Linked DNA regions of Sus scrofa: region 1 is linked to region 2. Evidence: chromatin contacts called from public Hi-C data. All regions are on one chromosome and are shown on one strand. The core of a region is the stretch at or near the end of the contact, and the rest is flanking DNA. Distances in the headings are between cores, read along the strand shown.

Region 1 (2,895 bases), core at 217-2,716, 59 kb before region 2:
CCTTGGTGGCCAGCTGCTTGCGCGGCGCCTTGCCGCCGGTGGACTTGCGAGCGGTCTGCTTGGTACGAGCCATAACTAACAAGCAAGGAGTTTGTCTTACAGCAACTAGTGAGAAGGAGTCAGCCACCGTTCTTTTATACAGCTAGACCTCCGACTATTGGGCCCAAGAACATTCAAACGTTCCCGCGCCCTCCCCTGATTGGTCTACTTCTGAGCCTGTGGGGCTCAAGAGCGGCTTTCAGATTGGTGAATGAGTTCACCAAAAAGACTCTGACGCCCTGACGTCATCTTATTTACCCTTTCGCCTCTATATCTATTGTGGACAATAATCTTGCATTCAAAAGCCCTAGAATTCTTAAAATTTACAAAATAATCGCACAAAACAACAAGAACTTCGTCAACGGGTTTTGTTGAGTTCAAAAACCAAAGATATTTTAGAAATGCTTAGGGAAATTTACATTTGGGTAGCATCTAAAATATTAAGGTTTTCTTGGGTGTGGCACGAATATTGTGGACAATCAGGGAGACGATTTTGAAACTAAAGGGGAGTGTCAAGGATCTATAATTTACTCTCATCTACTCGATAAAATGTGTAATGCTTTTATAAACTCCTGAATCTAGATGCATATTTATTTTTGTGTTGCATTTTTGACGAAAGTTAACCTTAAAGAAATCTGTGCTTATCACTAATAACCTTCTCTCACTCAGAAGGAAAAATCCCAAGCTCTCACCACTGGGACAGGGATGGCAGTTTAGAGTAAAATGGTTATGTCACAGGTAAAGTCCTCAAGAACAATTACTGGGGCTAAAGATTTCTTTCGGGTAATTCACTTGCTAGCTTTGACTTCTACCCTGGTACCGAAACCTTCATATAAGGGGAGAGTAATTAAAAGCATAACAGCTCTTTAAGTAGAAAAGATGGGTGGCTCTGAAAAGAGCCTTTTTTTTTTTTTTTTTCTTGATAGGAAGCAAAATACCTTGCCAAACAAGTAATACTTTACTTGCCCTTGGCTTTGTGGTGGCTCTCAGTCTTTTTAGGGAGCAACACTGCCTGGATATTTGGTAACACTCCGCCCTGAGCGATGGTCACCCGACCCAACAACTTGTTAAGTTCTTCGTCGTTGCGGATGGCCAGCTGCAAGTGGCGCGGAATGATGCGAGTCTTCTTATTGTCGCGAGCTGCATTGCCCGCCAACTCCAGGATCTCGGCGGTAAGGTACTCCAGCACTGCCGCCAGGTACACCGGAGCCCCAGCACCAACCCGCTCGGAATAGTTGCCTTTGCGGAGCAAGCGGTGCACTCGACCCACGGGGAACTGAAGACCAGCCCGAGAGGACCGAGTCTTAGCCTTAGCGCGAGCCTTACCACCCTGTTTGCCACGGCCAGACATAACTGCTAAGGAAAACAGAAAGCCTTTCTAAACAAAAGAGAAAGCGAAATAGAGCGAAGATGAGGGCGAAAGAAGTATTTATACTAACTGGAGGGAGACTGCGTGCAATTCTCCCATTGGCTATTATTAAATAACCAATGGGAGATCAGAACCAGAATCCTTCATTTGCATACAGCATTCCCATCTAGTGTCAGTTCTGTTTGCTCGTGTATTATCTTGTCTGATGTGTCTTTGTAATAGTAACAACTGAATCTATTTAGTTTTCTCAAAGTGCTATCCTTAAACGCAGTCAGATGCAGGAATGATTATTCTCATCGTTCTTACACTTGGCTACTGGGATTGTGACTCATGATTTTTGGAAAGGCATACACACATAACAATTTATAAATAGGTAACATTTAAAGGATAGGTACTTCTATGCCAGGCATTGCTTTAACTGTTCCAGCTCTTTAACTCTTGCAAAAAAAAAAAAAAAGAGGTAGACAGGAAACAAGCAATTCTTTGTCCTGGTCCAAGTCTTCTTAAACTATTTGAGCAATGGAAACTGAAGGCAAGAATTGGATAATCCAGCAAATCTTCCGTTTTATTCATCTACCGCCTTTAGACGATATATGATCCTGGAAGGTACGCACAGTAAACACTATCCTCGTCTTAGAGATTTTGAAACAGAAAGACTCAGTTTGTTCACTTTGTCCAAAGTAAACCTGAGTTAATGGGACCAAGGACTCTGAACTGAGAAAGTCGTCATCATTCCCCAGTGCCACTGCCAACCGTCTTACCCTCATTTTCTCACTTTCATGCCAAATACCGTATTGTAAGTACTTCAGTAAACTCCATCTTCCTACACTGGACCTCTTGCTCTTAGAAGGCTGAGAACTTTGCAGCACATAAGTACATGAAGTCTTGGGACTTTTAGGAAATAAGGGAACAAACACATAGCACAGAAGTACTCAAAATGAGATTAACGATGGAGTTCCCATTTGGAGCAGCGGAAACAAATCCGACCATGAGGATGTGGAGTCCAACCTTGCCTCTCTCAGTGGGTCAGGCCCTGAGCTTCAGTGTTGGTCGCAGACCCAGCTTGATCCCAAGTTGCTGTGGCTGTGGTGCAGGTGGGCAGCTGTAGCTCTAATTCGACCGGTAGCCTGGAAACTTCCATATGCTGCACATGTAGCACTAAAAAAAAAAAGAGAGAGAGAGAGAGATTAACATATGTATTATTAAACATTATACTAATATTACTGTAGAGTCTGTCTGGTCTTAAACCATCAGAAAATCAAGAGAGGTTATGAACAAAACTCTTTTTTCTCTTAATGATACATGAGATAGAAATAAATGGGGTCCTGTCAGTGACTTCTTAGCACAGTAGCAGCGCGTCAGTCTCATAAATGGGGTCCAGATGGAGGCAAATTATTATTTCATGACTTTTTTTTTTTTTAGGGCCACACCCACGGCATATGGAAGTTCCCAGGCTATGGGTTGAATTGGAGCTGCAGCTGCCAGCC
Region 2 (2,900 bases), core at 63-2,562:
TTATAAGGAAAAAAGGGAAGAGAAGAAAACAAACCAATCAACTTGCAGTCGTTCTGGGAATAGTGAATCTGTTTGGACATTTATGGTGTAAACAGATTGGCAGTGAGGAGACATTTGTCTGACTTGGGACAATTAAGTCCTTGGGCAGGCTCACTAGGGGCAGAGAAAAAAAATCTGTTTTAGTTGTTTAAGGACTTGGGGAATCTTAAAATTTGGCTGATCTCCTGTGACAAGCATCTGTCATTGTCCTATATATTTGCACTTCTGCCTTAATTGGGCCAGGGCTGCCCCTCATTTCTCAGGTAACTTCCAGGTTAGACAGCCAATGATGGTGAAGTCCTGCTCAAATTGTCTGTCTAGCACCAGACAGGCCTCAGTATTTTTCCAAGATGTCAAAAGAAAACAGCACATTTAAGATCACCGGGTCTTTATGTTAAGCAATCTAAATGATACGCTATCTTACCCCAAATCCTACCAAAAAAACACCAAAACAAATGAAAAAGCCTTGTTCTCTTTGTAGCCAATTTTACCTCCTGTATTGTCCCACTTTTTTACAAAAAAAGCAAATTTTACTCCTAGGTTCAGAAAATGTGTTCTAGACGAATAAAATAAAATGGAAAATGTGTTTCACTCACCTCAAAATCTTCCCTTAGAGCAAAAATGACCAAGTGCTTAAGGGAATGCGGAATTTCTCAGGAACCATCTCCCCCCGCCCAGGACTGCCAGGTAAGGAAGTTTCTCTATTAGACACTTTGTATTGCCAAGTTCCATCCACAGCGCCCCTGCTCTCTTCCCGCCTAGTTTCCCGAACTTACAGGAAGCTTTTGTCAAATTGCAAGCGTCCCTAAAGCATTCAATTCTGACTGTACTGGTTACACAAGGCACCAGAAACCTAAGCAGGTTTTTCATGTTCCAATCACCCCAGACCAACTGCAGCACACTGATCACTGCAACCCACAAAATAGAGTGGACTTTACACTTGGGGGCTAAGCCCTAAGGCAGAAAACAGTGATTAACACTTTGGCATGACCGTGTCAACAACACAGCAGCGGTTTTAATTGTGTAACACCTTACACCCAATTACAAAGTTACAAATAACTCTACCACTCACGCAATCACACAAAACCAAGTGTTAGAGATTGCAGCTCTCTTTGTGGACATGTGGGTGGCTCTGAAAAGAGCCTTTGGGGTAAGTGTAAAGATGCTTACTTGGCAATTTATTTCGAGCTGGTGTACTTGGTGACAGCCTTGGTGCCCTCGGACACGGCGTGCTTGGCCAGCTCCCCAGGCAGCAGCAGCGCACGGCCGTCTGGATCTCCCGGGACGTGATGGTCGAGCGCTTGTTGTAATGCGCCAGCCGCGAGGCCTCGCCGGCGATGCGCTCGAAAATGTCGTTGACAAAGGAGTTCATGATGCCCATGGCTTTGGACGAGATGCCGGTGTCCGGGTGGACCTGCTTCAGCACCTTGTACACGTACACGGAGTAGCTCTCCTTGCGGCTGCGCTTTCGCTTCTTACCGTCTTTTTCTGGGCCTTGGTAACCGCCTTCTTGGAGCCCTTCTTCGGAGCGGGAGCGGACTTCGCTGGCTCAGGCATTTTGAACCTGAAAAAAAACCAAGATCAAAATGAAAGCAGGAAGCGGATTTCTGGTACTTATAGGGCCTTTATGCTAATGAGGGATGCAGAGCGTGTCTTAGTTAATTGGAAGAAAAACAGCAAGGCTGTCATCTATGGGCAGAACTATGCAAATGAGGGATGGAAATAAAGCTTTTCTATTGGCTACTTGACTGTGTCTGGTTAATAGCCAATCAGGCAACAGAATTTACTCCCCAGGAAATGCCTATAAAAGCGGCTGTGTCTTACCTAGTTGTAGACTTGGTCTTCCATAACGACTGGTCTTGTCTTGTTTATTTTCTTTTTATTTTTTTCCTATGTCGGGACGTGGCAAACAAGGAGGAAAGGCTCGGGCCAAGGCCAAGTCTCGTTCCTCGCGCGCCGGACTCCAGTTCCCGGTGGGCCGAGTGCACCGCCTGCTTCGCAAAGGCAACTACGCCGAGCGGGTGGGCGCTGGCGCTCCGGTATATCTGGCGGCGGTGTTGGAGTATCTGACAGCTGAGATCCTGGAGTTGGCTGGCAACGCGGCTCGCGACAACAAGAAGACCCGCATTATCCCGCGCCACCTGCAGCTGGCCATCCGCAACGACGAAGAGCTCAATAAGCTACTGGGCCGCGTGACCATCGCTCAGGGCGGCGTCCTGCCCAACATCCAGGCCGTGCTGCTGCCCAAGAAGACCGAGAGCCACCACAAGGCCAAGGGCAAGTGATTAATTAGACCAGTACCAGGGTTTCCGGAAGTGCTTTCAAACCCAAAGGCTCTTTTCAGAGCCCCCCACTATTTCAAAAAAAAGAGCTAGTGACATTATAGATGAAAGGGGAAAGAAAAAGGCGAGGCAAAGGTAAGTTAATTTTTACCGGAGCTGGGATAATAAAAACTTTAGGTTTTTAGAAAAAGTTTGAGATGTAAATAGAAGTGTGCCTTTGCAGGAAATCTAATGATAAGCCAAGTTGCTACGTATTTAAGATAGTCGAGTGATGTGGTTTTGATCAGTAACTTGTGTGGCTTACCTGCAGAGGTATTTGGTGGTTCCTATAAACTTGACTAGCAAACTGGTTCGTGAGGGCAAAGGCCAAGTAAAATGACCAGGCTCTCTGGCGCCTCATCCTAAACTGCAAGCAATTAGACTTCTAATCCTGCAAGGAAGTTAAACTCACACTCAGTATTCGCGCTAACCTTCAAATACCATCTGGAACCAGAGCATTAAAAGGGCATCTGAATATTGCCTGGAGTTAAGGTGGTAGAACAGACTGAATCTAGATTGGAATTGTGCTTTCTCCATTTA

Evidence for each region. A called contact is a pair of places that touch in the nucleus more often than the background predicts.
Region 1: a Hi-C map of embryonic fibroblasts shows a contact between it and region 2, with 2.8 times the contacts expected there. The contact joins the promoter of LOC110261483 here to the promoter of LOC110261482 in region 2. A contact is called at or near these places in 2 of 5 promoter capture datasets (fetal liver and liver), 20 of 47 Hi-C or Micro-C datasets (adipocytes, adipose tissue, alveolar macrophages and 10 more) and 2 of 2 datasets of contacts at active chromatin or transcription factors (alveolar macrophages and skeletal muscle).

Annotation. Positions count from the first base shown.
Region 1 is chr7:20,729,000-20,731,894 of Sscrofa11.1, forward strand. It overlaps LOC110261483 (histone H2A type 1), which reads right to left and starts at 1,467. Exons shown (of 1, transcript XM_021098433.1): 1 at 941-1,467. The coding sequence starts at 1,390. The coding sequence ends at 998. It also overlaps the pseudogene LOC110261489.
Region 2 is chr7:20,787,838-20,790,737 of Sscrofa11.1, forward strand. LOC110261482 (histone H2A type 1-C) reads left to right here and starts at 1,313. Exons shown (of 2, transcript XM_021098432.1): 1 at 1,313-2,456. The coding sequence starts at 1,932. The coding sequence ends at 2,324. It also overlaps the pseudogene LOC110261485.